Linked DNA regions of Mus musculus: all the other regions are linked to region 2. A link is a contact called in public Hi-C, HiChIP or PLAC-seq and promoter capture Hi-C data. All regions are on one chromosome and are shown on one strand. The core of a region is the stretch at or near the end of the contact, and the rest is flanking DNA. Distances in the headings are between cores, read along the strand shown.

What was found. Hi-C and Micro-C count contacts between places; a contact is called where the count stands out from the background. HiChIP or PLAC-seq counts read pairs in DNA pulled down with a chosen protein or histone mark. Capture Hi-C pulls out chosen DNA fragments and counts their contacts.
Region 1: an H3K27ac HiChIP or PLAC-seq map of microglia shows a contact between it and region 2, with 6 times the contacts expected there. The contact joins the promoter of Adal here to the promoter of Zfyve19 in region 2. A contact is called at or near these places in 1 of 39 promoter capture datasets (liver), 1 of 115 datasets of contacts at active chromatin or transcription factors (microglia) and 2 of 9 other capture datasets (adipose tissue and liver).
Region 3: a contact with region 2 is called in a Hi-C map of uterus, with 4 times the contacts expected there. The contact joins the promoter of Ganc here to the promoter of Zfyve19 in region 2. A contact is called at or near these places in 1 of 39 promoter capture datasets (liver), 1 of 484 Hi-C or Micro-C datasets (uterus) and 1 of 9 other capture datasets (liver).
Region 4: a promoter capture Hi-C map of liver shows a contact between it and region 2, with 2.3 times the contacts expected there. The contact joins the promoter of Ccndbp1 here to the promoter of Zfyve19 in region 2. A contact is called at or near these places in 2 of 39 promoter capture datasets (both in liver) and 1 of 9 other capture datasets (liver).

Annotation. Positions count from the first base shown.
Region 1 is chr2:121,140,579-121,143,676 of GRCm38.p6, forward strand. Adal (adenosine deaminase-like) reads left to right here and starts at 1,515. Exons shown (of 10, transcript NM_029475.2): 1 at 1,515-1,725; 2 at 1,946-2,076; 3 at 2,571-2,631. The coding sequence starts at 1,666. Lcmt2 (leucine carboxyl methyltransferase 2) reads right to left here and starts at 120. Exons shown (of 1, transcript NM_177846.3): 1 at 1-120. The coding sequence starts at 22.
Region 2 is chr2:119,207,356-119,210,212 of GRCm38.p6, forward strand. It overlaps Zfyve19 (zinc finger, FYVE domain containing 19), which reads left to right and starts at 1,365. Exons shown (of 11, transcript NM_028054.3): 1 at 1,365-1,828. The coding sequence starts at 1,775. It overlaps Dnajc17 (DnaJ heat shock protein family (Hsp40) member C17), which reads right to left and starts at 1,440. Exons shown (of 11, transcript NM_139139.2): 1 at 1,333-1,440. The coding sequence starts at 1,410.
Region 3 is chr2:120,402,216-120,405,349 of GRCm38.p6, forward strand. Ganc (glucosidase, alpha; neutral C) reads left to right here and starts at 1,681. Exons shown (of 24, transcript NM_172672.2): 1 at 1,681-2,844. The coding sequence starts at 2,816. It overlaps Tmem87a (transmembrane protein 87A), which reads right to left and starts at 1,901. Exons shown (of 20, transcript NM_001110496.1): 1 at 1,690-1,901; 2 at 495-555. The coding sequence starts at 1,845.
Region 4 is chr2:121,006,874-121,010,107 of GRCm38.p6, forward strand. It overlaps Ccndbp1 (cyclin D-type binding-protein 1), which reads left to right and starts at 1,535. Exons shown (of 11, transcript NM_010761.2): 1 at 1,535-1,736; 2 at 1,845-1,904; 3 at 2,170-2,249; 4 at 2,954-3,035. The coding sequence starts at 1,637. Tmem62 (transmembrane protein 62) reads left to right here. Exons shown (of 14, transcript NM_175285.3): 14 at 1-970. The coding sequence ends at 272.

The DNA.
Region 1 (3,098 bases), core at 265-2,764, 1.9 Mb after region 2:
GCTGGCGGCCTCGCGGGCCCATGACGAGAAGGTGCTCAGCAATACTGCACACAGAACACTTACCGAGCTCCCGCTCATCCGCTTCTGGGTGCGTCACTTCCGAGAAGACCGCTCTCTGCCAAAACCCGCGAGAGGTTTTTTGACCTTCCCCCCCCCCACCCCCCCTTTCCAAATTACGTTTTCCTGGGAACACGCCAGCTGCTTCGGTAACAGCTAGCGCTTGGAGAGCTCAAGTTACCTCTTTGTACAGGCATTTTCTGCAGGGAAAAAAAAAACTTGTGTAGATCCTCTTATTTGAGAACATTTTTAGGTGAATCGGAGGCTGACGACCTGATACCGGTTTGGTCCGGCAAAAGAGGACCAGCACCTCGGATCTTAAGCAATCCAGAGTAGATTGGTCCTTGCACAAAAGTAACAGTTGCTCCTTTATTGAGTGTTCTCGTTGCGAGGGAGAACTCATTTAGATCTTAAATTAGGCCATATGGAAAGTGAAGAAAGAGACCTTTACGGATAATTACTGATTATTATTAACCCACTGCCCCTGTACGTGCTGTTTATTCTCATGTAGTCTAAATTCTGTGCTAGGTCTACAGTGAGTAAGTATTCAGCATGTAAAAATGACACTCCCCTCCACTTCCAAGATTCTGTGATTCGTATGTGGTATTGAGTATGTCTGCTGAAAATCGCTATAGAAGAGATGTGATTATTCCCTGTGGCGTTGTTGTTTAAAGGAAGCAACCCAGGTTGGACTTTTAAAGTTTCTACATTTGATGCTTAGGAGATACCAGTAAGAAAGCACTCCCAGAGATGCGTAGAAACTTCATCATTTACTAATTTAGTGTCTGCTTGGATTAGGAAAGGAAATAGAAAGACTTGAAGAATGGTTAACTCAGAGCAGTAGTATGTAACGGCTGAGAGTATGAGTTCTGGAGTCCAACTGGATCAAGAAAAATTTTCTATGAAGATTTGGTTATTGGAAAATGTTTTAGGGTTAGGAACTCGTTAGTGGTCTTAGAAGAGCAGATTGTGTGGCAGAATGATTCAGTGCGTGCAAGATATGTTAATAAAGGCATCTAGTCGACCAGAAGGATCAGAGACAGGAGGCAGCAAATACTACCCTCCATCCAGAGACAGGATTTTCGCCTGACAGACCCAACCCATTTAAGGAAAGTGTTTGTGCGACGTAAATATGAAATAACATGTTTTCTTGTAAAAGCAAATTCGTGCTACATGTGTAAGCTAACCTGACCTACGCAGTAGATTAAAGGAGCCCAGAGTTAAAGGGACAGACGAACGCTGGATTTTTAGTTTTCGGGTGTTTTTTTTTTTCTTGTTCTTTTTTTTTTTTACTAGTCATTTCCCCATTGCAGACACACCTAAGTTAGCTTTGCTTAACTTAAGTTAGTGGGAGCAGGGGGTTGAGGGGGCTTGGGAGGTGTAAAAAGAAGATATCAGCAGTGACTGTGTTTCTGTTTGCATGTTAGATCTGAAAATAGTTACATTTGTTATTGTAGGTGAAAGTGATCCCAGAGCCACACATAGTGCAAGTCTTGTTTAAAATGGCAATCTGAAGGAAGTCCAGCACCTCAGAGATTCCCACTTTGATAAGTTTATCGTCCAAGCCGAGAATAAGAGCAAAGAGAAACTTTTCCTTCTACTGAAGTGATGGAGGCCGGACAGCAGTGGCCTGGGAAGACAGACTTTTATCTGCAATTACCAAAAGTGGTAAGAATTAACTACAGAGTTCTTGTTACTGTATAATGGCTTTTGTATTGTTTTCCACAAAAGAGAAGTAAAGCTTATGGGTAGAAATTGTAGAGTGGGTATAGCTGAACCAAGTAGCTGGCCTAGTATAAACTACAACTAGGAACCAGGCCACCAGGGCCTGATGTATGGGGCTCTGGATCTCGTGGACTCTTGTGAACTGATTGTCCTCTTGTGTTAGGAGCTCCATGCCCACTTGAATGGCTCCATTAGTTCCAGTACCATGAAGAAACTGATAGCCAAGAAGCCACATCTTAACGTTCATGGTCACATGACCATGATTGACAAGGGGAAGAAAAGGACTTTACAAGAGTGAGTTTGGGAGGTTGTGGGAATTTTTTGTGGCTGTATTTTGGGATTATAATATATAAGAATCAGATTTTAATACTTAGATAGGGTAGACATCTGGCATAAAATATATAACCTAACTCACAGTGCTTTTCCAACTGTCAGACTGACAGTATGTTTAATGATTTATATTGTTTGTCATATTGAGTTGTTCCTTAGATTTGAAAATAAAGACAGATTGATTTTTCTCTATTTGCTAGTCCTGGCAGGATTAAAGAATAGGAATGGCTGTTTCATACTTTTCAATATAAATAAGTAATATCTTATTTTAGCTATTAAATTGTCTTTCTAGATCAATGTAATTTTGAAAAAAGGTGTATCCTATAGTTCTTTGTAAATTTAAATATATACTTACTATTAACCTCAAATTTACTAATTAATTCCATTCTGAGGGTTTTTCTTGAGTAACAGGTTTTGATGAGGGAAGTGTGTTAAGACATTTTTTTTTTCATTTGTAGATGTTTCCAGATGTTCCAAGTTATACATCAGCTTACTACTAGTGCTGAGGACATCCTGATGGTGAGACACAGAGGCAGGTTAAAATGGCGTGACTTTCCACAGCAGTGCACAGCTCACCTTGCGCATGTCCTTTGGCTTTCATCCACGCTCTGATGGAGATGCTTGCTCTTTCCCCCCACTTCCTTCCCCCTCTTTATTTTTTCCTTTCTTTTTCTATTAATTTACAGATTTTTTTTCATGACAACTCTTTGAAAAGTCAGTGTAAGACATTGGCCTAAGAGCTAATGTAAAGTCTGTTGTTGTCTTAAAAAAAGAGGAAGCGGGTGGAAGGGAAAGGAAGGGAGTGAGAGAAGAACCAAGGTCAGCATTGTATTGAACGGGGAGGAGAAAGGCAGGAGAGCCTGACCCTGATTTCCATGTAGGACATGTCATAAGAAATAGTTGGGAGCTGGAGAGATGCTCAGTGGTTAAGAGCACTGGTTGCTCTTGCAGAGGACCTGGGTTTGATTCCCAGCAACTACATGGTA
Region 2 (2,857 bases), core at 115-2,614:
GAGAGAGAGAGAGAGAGAGAGAGAGAGAGAGAGAGAGCGAGAGAGAGAGCCGGGCATTGGTGGCGCACACCTTTAATCCCAGCACTTGGGAGGCAGAGGCAGGTGGATTTCTGAGTTCCAGGTCAGCCTGGTCTACAGAGTGAGTTCCAGGACAGCCAGGGCTGCAAAGAGAAAGCCTGTGCTTTACGAGTATTTATTTCTACATCCATTTTTGACTTCAGCCAAATCTTCAGGAAGCTTTCTGAGCAGGATGACCACAACTTTACTGAAGAATCCAATCACCCTGATTTTCTGCCCCAGAGCACTCTTTCTGACACTCAAGCATTGGACAAGCAGTCCAGAAGTATAAGAGCATTGATAAGATCTCTTGCTGGGCGGTGGTGGTGCATGCCTTTAATCCCAGTACTGGGGAGGCAGAGGCAGGCGGATTTCTGAGTTCGAGGCCAGCCTGGTCTATAAAGTGAGTTCCAGGACTGCCAGGGCTATACAGAGAAACCCTGTCTCGAAAAAATAAATAAATAAAAAGGATCTCTTCCCCCCCCCCACCTTAAACACGTTAAGACAGCTGACCTTAAACTCCACAAGAAACTGAAGTTGACCTTAAATTCCTGATTCTCCTCCCTCCAGCGCCCAAGTGCATTACAGGCTTGGATCACTATGCCCAGCCCGGTGGGCATTACTTTTTATCCAATGAACTCCCCTGCGTGTACTGTCACTATTGCCACCACAATCTAAGAGTAAATAACAGAAACCTTAAGTACAGCACTTGAGATAAGTGGACCCCCACACCACCTGCTTTAACCTTCTGATCCTCTTGTTTAACCCGCTAAGCAGCACGCACTGACAACATTGGAACATCTGATACTTAAAAAGAGGAAAAGAAAACTGAGGCCTCTAGGTTCTAGGCCTCAACGTCAAATCCAGAAAAAGAAGAGGGGCTGAGGGGAGGAGTTAGAGCCTAGAGACTTTTCTTCCTAGGATCCCCCTGAAGTTAAAACAGACTAAAACCAAACACCTCCAGACAGACAGGTAAAACGTTCAGCGTACAAACTGATGCTGCGCAGGCGCAAAAAAGCAGGCCTGGGCTCTCAGGTTCAACCGGCCTCCAAACAGTGTGGCAGAAGGGACAGCACGGTCACACAGTTCAGAGTTCTCAATGCCTCCCTCCCTAACCCAGTCCTCAAGCCTTTCAGGAAGTGCCCGGAGGCCCCCTTTTTAGTCATTGGCCGTCCCTCGCTCCGGGTCCAGGATAGGGCGGAGCATAGAAAGCCGGAGCCAGGCGCGCGCCCTGACGCGAGGACCGAAGAACTGCTTTGCCTATCAAGTTCTCACCTCTTTGTCTGCCGCCTTCTCCTCAATGCCGAGCAGCGCGTACAGATCCATTTGTAAGAGCTCTTTGGTCACCGCCATGGTTCTAGTCCAAACTTGAATTGATACTACAACTCCCAGGAGTCTGAGCGTGTGCGTGGGCGCGGGGCTTACTCGCTCCGAGCCGGCCCAAAAGCGCGCTAAGCCTCCTGGGATGATGCCTTCCGATTCTCGTCTGACTGGCTGTGGAGGAGCGCGCTGCGGAGAATGAACTACGACTCCCAGCATGCCCCACTCCGCTGCCGCCCCGCCTTGGTGAGTGCAAAGTCAGAATTCTCCGCGCTGGGCCGCCCCTGGACAGCGCCGATGGGCGTGTGGGACTGGGCTGCACAACCTGAGGGTCTGAGAGGCCTACCCTGCGCTGGTGAGAGGCTAACCTACCAATTCTGCAGCGCCGAGAACTGCTATGGAGAGCAGGTGCTACGGCTGTGCTGTCAAGTTCACCCTCTTCAAGAAGGAGGCGAGTGTACTCCCAGAAAGCCGAAGGGCCAAGGGAGGACGCGGGGCGAAGGGAAGGGAGTTGCAGGCTAAAGACCGTTTGACGGCTTCTTTTCAGTTGTGTGGTTTTGATGAAGTAACCCGGTTAACCTCTCTGTAAAGTGGGTCGGATGCCCACCCGTTTCCGGGTTAAGATGATGGTCTGATGAGGTTCAGTGAGGTAAAAGCACTTCCTGCAAATCCCGATGACCTTAGTTCGAACCCCAGGACCCACATGGTGGAAGGAGAGAACTCCTGAAAGTTATTCTCTGATCTCCACACACATGCCATGATATGCATATGTCTGCACGCATACACTCACAAAGAAATAATGTAAATTAAGAAAATGTAAAGTAGCTTCGGTGAGGTGCTGTAGCTGAAAAGACCCTAGAAATTGTAAAGTTTCCAAAAGCTACACTTTTTTTTTAAATCTCCACCTACATTCTATCCACTCCCCTTCTCTCCATCTCTGTCTTTAAAGTCATCCCATGCATGCCGGTTGCTCTCTGTTCTGAAACCTGCCCCGTCCACAGCTTGCCCTTTTCTCCCCAGGGCACAATGAAAAAGCCTTCTTCTCAACCACATTCCCCTTGTGAGCTGCAAGGGAAGTAAATGGGACGAATTCATGGTGTATAGGATTGGAGCACTTACATATCAATTTTGGTGTCAGAGTTCAAATTTCAGCTGCCCTGTCTTATTCAAAGAATGATCTAATTGAACGGTCATGTAATTTCACTGGCCCCTGTTAAAATAGAGATAATACTGGTGGGCATCAGGATCAAATATGATGACGTATGTAAGTGATGATGGTTATAACAAATGATGAATTTTAAGGTGCAGGCTTAGTGCCTGGCACACACTAAGTACTTAATAATTGAAGCTATTGTTACAACCCTATCCTGAGGCGAACCTCCCACCATCTCTACCAGAACAGAGAAAGCACGGGATCTGCACCCAACTCTGATTCTTTTTGTTGACAAGCCAGGGACCTGACACACTGGGCCTTGTTTGT
Region 3 (3,134 bases), core at 431-2,930, 1.2 Mb after region 2:
AATTCATATAAGTACTCAGAATATTGCTCACAGATAGGACTTATAAATTAAATATTTTTATCTAAACAGTGCCAGGTTATTAAAGTTCTGGACTTAAAAATACATTAAGGGGCTAGGGAGATGGCTTTGTTGGTAAGATGCCTGCCTGTCACAGCAAGCATCAGCACCTGAGTTCAGATTCCTAGCATCCATGTAAAAATCCATGCCTGTAATTCCAGTGCCAAAGAAGCGGGCAAGAAGATCCCTGAGGCTGGCTGGTCAGCCAGTCTAGCCAAACCTCAAGCTCCAAGTTCAAGGAGAGAGTCCTTGTCTCAAAAAACAGGGCTGACAGCAACTGAGGAAGACACAAGTAACTGACCTCTGACCTTCACACACATGCATACATGTTCCTACATGCACACAAATGCGCGCGCGCACACAGAAGCAAACTAGGGTAGAGAATAATTTTCTAAGTTTAAAAGATCCGAATAACTCAATGAAGTTTAGAAACTCACATTTCAGTAAGATGGTAGTATTTCTGAAAAGAATCTTTCCAAAATTAAAATAACCTTTCCCCTGAAAAGATAAAGGGAAGATAATTAACATCAGGGCATTTCGATTTTCAAGGCAGAATATGAATACCTACATTTATAAAATATTCAAAATTTTCTTAATCAAAAAGACAGTAACAACATTTTCTTTAGTGAAAGTCAGTCATATCCTAACTATTGGCTCTTGCCGCTCCCTACAGGCCACAGAGCAGGGACTCTTGAGTGGGAGGCTGCTACAAATTTCAACCTAACTTCAAAGTGGCTTGAGCTGGACAGTTCCTTTTTTACTCACGAATCATCCCTCAGAACAACCGACTTTTGAATAAACTTTCAGCAGTTTTACTTTTACATGTAAAAGGACTTAACTATTAATCATTTCAGTAACAAACAGAAAACTACAACTCAAAGCCCAAAACCCTTTACCAACATGAATACAACCTGTAATATTTGCCATATAAATGTACAGTGAACAGGACAAAAAAAAAAAAAAGGCAAAAAGGTCAACGAAATGGCTAATGGTTTTTAAAGCAGTTCTCACCAAAATCTGGTTTTTCTGGTTCAAAGTACTGTACTAAGTCAAACGAGATTCTAAAATGGGTCGACTTATCAGTTAACTATCCAAACAAAAGACTATCCTTACTACACAACATTTTAGAATTGTTTCGTTTTGGCTATTCCCATGTTAAAATGCATTTTTGAATCTCCAAGTCCCCTAATCACAAAAGACGTTTCCAAGTTTAAACCAAATCAAAACCCTTCATCCGTAGGACTATTTTTACAAACACACACACACGAGTTAAAAATAAAGACTTCTATTCACATCTCCCTTTCATCCAGCCCTAGTACTGGATTTTGTAACATTCTAGCTGAAAGAGAAACTACTATCTCTCCCTGTGTATTAAGTTTCTCTCCTGTTCCATGCTTAAAGTTCTGTTACTTTCCCGGTAAGAACACGCTTGGCCCCTGACACTCCTCGCCTACAGCAAATAGCTCAGCTCTCAGCTCAGGGCAGGTGGGATCCCGTCGGCAGCTACACGGACGCTCTGGGTATTCCACTCACTTTGGGAACCCGACTTTCCAGAAATCTTCCTGGACCCCTTGGGCCACCGTAGCCCCACCTCTTACCCCCTTCAGGCTCAGTAGCGACCCCAACACTCACCGACGGCATCGGAATGTGCCACTTCGATCTATCTGCAGCAAACACGGGTGCCGGACCTGCACCAAGAAACGATAATGGGAACGGCTGCGCCCCTAAAAGAAGAAAAATAACAGGAGACACCTGAAGCCACGCAGCCACCGCCATCTTCACAGCCATGAAGCGCCTACCCAAAGTATTGAGCCTTCTTCCGGCTAGGTAGTTCCGCCTTCTTCCGGCTCGTCCCACCCTCTTCCGGCGCTACTTTGTGGGCGGGATTATCCGGGTCCTTGAAACTGTGCTTCTTCCCACAGACGCTCAGAGCGCCCCAGAAACTTTGAGTCTACTGCGCAGGCGTCCTCCTGTTTCCCTGCGATCGTGGCCTGGAGGTGAACTAGCAGAGTTTTGAGGTCTAGTGCTTCCCTCTGTTCTTCCAGCCCTTAAAGGAACTCAGTGCAGCGGCCAAGGCTTTGCTTTTCCTGCTTCTTCCCGCCCCTCATCCTTTCCAAGTCAAGGTCAGGCGCAGGCCAGACGTCTGTAGAAGCGCGCACACTGGATGCATGATTGACATCAAGTACTGAGTTCTCTGGCTGTCGAGCTGTGGCAACAGAGCCTGGAATGTGACGGGGCTGAAGTAGAAACGATTCATTAGCTCCAAAGTCCCTTTTGACCCTGAAAGACTGTGGGGCAGCTGCAGCATAGTTTGACAGGCGACATCAGCGTCCAGCAGTGATCCAGACTGTACTCCCCATTCGAAACTAAAAGTGAGGAGAGATCAGGTCAGCTTTCGGTATTGTAGAGTGACAGCCACTAAGACTGACCCTTATTGGTGGTGCTTCCTGTTTCTCACACTCTTAGATTTTAACCTCTAGGGCAGCGAGCACATCTCCGCCAATAAAAGCAAAGTTCATCAGCCACTCTCAACCTAGAAATATTTACCAAGTACTTTATCCCTGTAAAGACGCTGGTTTACGCTTGAGATAATACCAGATGAAAAAAAATTAAGATTGGCTTCTGCCCGAAGGGGACTCTTGACTGTGATGAAGTACGGGTTATAATTTAGCAAGCCTGCTTGTCACCGTTTTTTTAAAGATCGCCTGAGACTGTGGCCTGAGAGTTAGGAGTCAGGCAGAGTTAACATCCTTGTGCCATGGAAGCAGCTGAGAAAGAGGAAATCAGGTAAAGGGCAATTGCTCCCCCCAAGAACGGACTCCAAAAACAACCTTCTAGCTTTGATGGCTTCACTTAGGTTTTAAAGCACTTCCTTGAATGCTTGCTATTTGCTTCATCGTTCTTTATTGGTTCTGCGGGGATTTGGGTAATGTTAATAGCTAACCTCTCATAAAGTACTTTCAGGAGGATTAGATAAGTTTAACAGTGGAAAGGTTGCCTTCCAAACTCTTAAATGGATTTTTGAGCGGGCTGCCCCTCCCCAAGGCTCATTCAACTGGAAACGGAAGACAGCAAGG
Region 4 (3,234 bases), core at 285-2,784, 1.8 Mb after region 2:
GCTGCTTTGGTCACAGCTTCAGGTCTCATCTCCACCAGGGAAAATACTGGAAGATTATACCTGTTTACCTACTTATACTTCTACTGTACATATGGCAGGTTTATTCTTGCTACTTTCTTCATGTGACATATGGCTCCCTAGCCTTTACATTCTCTCCATTGAGGACCTGGTTGACATTGCTGACACCTGTGCTCATTTACCGTGTGTGGACATTGAACTCCACTGAACTTGGAATATTCATGGTGCAGTTAAAAAGTCATCTGAGCTCCTGAAGTCCATGGCTTACAGCTAGCAGCCTGGAAGAAGTCCAGCCTCCACATTTGTGGCTCAGATCTCTGCCCTGTGGCAGATGGGAAAGCCAGTATCAGTGGGTGAGCTTCAGGAAGCAGTCACTCCTTGGACATCTGAATGTTGGAAATGTTTACTACTGATTCTTGCTGTGTGGACTGCAGAAAAGTCTAACAATTGATTCTTCCTCAGGAGGCAAAGAGCCCTAATCAAGAAGATTGCCACAGTGGGGTCTCTGTGTCACTGTGTCCCTTGGTACTACTGTGTTTATTAGGGTCATCCTGTGAAAAGCATCCAGCCCGAACTTGGAGTTCAGGATGTCATTTTCTGCCTAGGGAGCCTGTGGAAACTTGTCCTGGACCTTTACTGCTCCTGAGACTTGACTTCCCAGCCTGTTTCCCCACCGATCATGGGCTTTCTGCTTCCTTAGCCAAGGTTGTTTTCAACTAATCAAATAAATGAATGAATGGTAGCCATAAACAATGGGTTGGAGAGATCAGTGGTTAAGAGCATGTACTTTACCTCCAGAAGACCCGAGTTCAATCCCTAGCAACCATGTCAGATGCTCACAACTGCCTGTAACTCTAGCTCCAGGCCAGAGCCACTGTGGGCACCTACATTCATATGTGCACAGACTTACATGTGATTAAAAAATAATAAAAGATAAGTATTAACAAAGAAATATCACAAACGGATCTGCAATGTTGATAAACATATGGGAGCCAGAAAGTGGGCCTGGTTTGGGGGCTTGGAGAAAGAGTCACCAGGGAGCTGGAGTCAGCAGTTAAGAGTGCTGGCTGCTCTTCCAAAGGTCACAGGTTCGATTCCCTTCACTCACACAGTGTAACTCCGGGTCCTGGGGATCTGATTCCCTCTCTGGCCTCTGCAGGCACTGCCACGGACATATTTACAGGGGAAAAGCTCAGTTACATAGAAGAGTGGCCAGGTCTCTAGTAGGTCAAAAGATGCCTGGCTGGGTCTTTTGAGTGGCCTAGTGTCATGGAGGGAGGGGTAGTGGGGTGTAGCCAGGGACTGGAAAAAGTCTCTAGATCTGCGGGGAGGGCAGGTGAAGGAGGCGTGGCTGGGTCTCCAGGCCGGGCCAGCGGGGAGTGGGCAGGTTTCCAGTGGGGAGGCGTGGTCTTGTTCCTGAGTGGGCGGGTCTCTGGGGGTGGGGGGAGGCGTGGACGGATGGCCGGGCTGTCTGGGAAGGCGGGGTCGCTACACTGAGAAGGAAGGGGCGGGACGCGCTGTGTGTTGCCGGAAACGAGATGAGTTTTTCAGCACCGGAAGTACTGCGGCGGGGCCAAATGGCTTAAGCGTCTTAGCTGGTTCCCAGAGAGAGCCTGCGATGGCGAGCTCGACAGCCGCAGTCCCCTTCCTTGCTCCGCCTCTGGAGCAGCTCCGGCACTTAGCAGAGGAGCTACGGTCACTTCTGCCTCGAGTACGGGGTGAGTTATGGGAATCTGCATCCCGGGCTCCGGGTAGGGATGTAGGGCATCAGGTCAGGGCTCCTCTCACCTGTCTTTTGCTTTCGGGGTGATCCGGCCTTCCTCAAGTCGGCGAAGCCCAGGAGACAGCGGAGGAATTTAATCGAGAAATGTTTTGGAGAAGACTCAGTGAGTGTCTGCCGTTGCGGGCTCTTCCCTCATCTCCCTGCATCCTAACCTTCCCTCTGCTGTCCCCTGAGATGACAATGTCTCTGGTCCTCATCCCTTCTCCCACCCATTCTCCGCACTTGAAGCAGAAATATAAAACGATTTCTGGAGTTGTTTTGGAGATGTTGATTAGGGTGGAAAAGGGACGCGTTATCTAAAAAGTCCAAGTAGTAACTTTAACCTTTTAACACTAACTTTGGCCCCCTGCCGCCTCTGACACCCCCAGATGAGGCAGCAGTGAAAGTGAACGGGGAAGCCACTGTTCTGACAACGCACTTCTCTAAACTTCCATGGCCATCTCCACAGGTGAGCTTTGCTTCCGGAGGGTTATTTTCTCCTTAAGAATCCTCCCGTTTTCTTACCCTTCACATTCAAGCCACACTTATTTCCCCCACTTAGCAAGCGAGGTTACAGTTCTTACCACATGGGATTGTTGTAAATAGCCAGGTGCATAGGGTTAGAAAGGTCTTCTAAATTTAGGCTGAAACTCAGCCAGGTTAGTTCCTCTTAACTTTCAACTTTCCTTGTTGATTTATAGCTGTTTCACATACATATTCCCCATCTGACCAATGAGTAAGCAGGTTTAGAGGCTCAGGTCAATAAATAGCAGAGGAGGAGTTAAATGTCTTTGCAGTATCTAAGCAGCACCTGTTATATAAAACCCTTTAGTGTTAAGATGTTGCTGTTGCTGCTGGTGGTACACACCTTTAATCCCGGCACTTTAAGGAGGCAGGGGCTGGCTGCTCTCTTGAGTTCAAGACCAGCCTGGTCTACAGAGCAAGTTCCAGGACAGCCAAGGCTGTCCTTCTTTTTGTAATGCTTTTTATAATTGTCAGGTGTCTACCTAATTTCTTTCTATTGTGTGGTGAGTACATTATAAGACCTGACTCATGACGAGTTTTCATAAAAGATTTAACCATGCTCTATAGATGTTTGGTCTCTTCCTTAGTAAATGAGTTGACAGCATTGATGTTAAACATTCTTTCTGAATTTGGTCCATCACCTCATAGGAAACCCAGAGGATCTGTGAGCAAGTCCGTATTGCCATCGAGGAAATAATTATAGTGTATTATTCACTTCCTAAGGACCAGGGTAAGTGACCGTACACGGTAGTGTTGTATTCATGGGCTAGGGCTTTGCTAAGGTAGTAGACTATATCCTGACATGTAAACATTATATGTTTATCTTCAGGGTAATATTATATATTTATACGTAAGTATATTATCCATGTTTGTTTCTCTTCATTTTGAGCATGTGACTTTCCTGTGAAATAAAATCGAAGATAATTTTA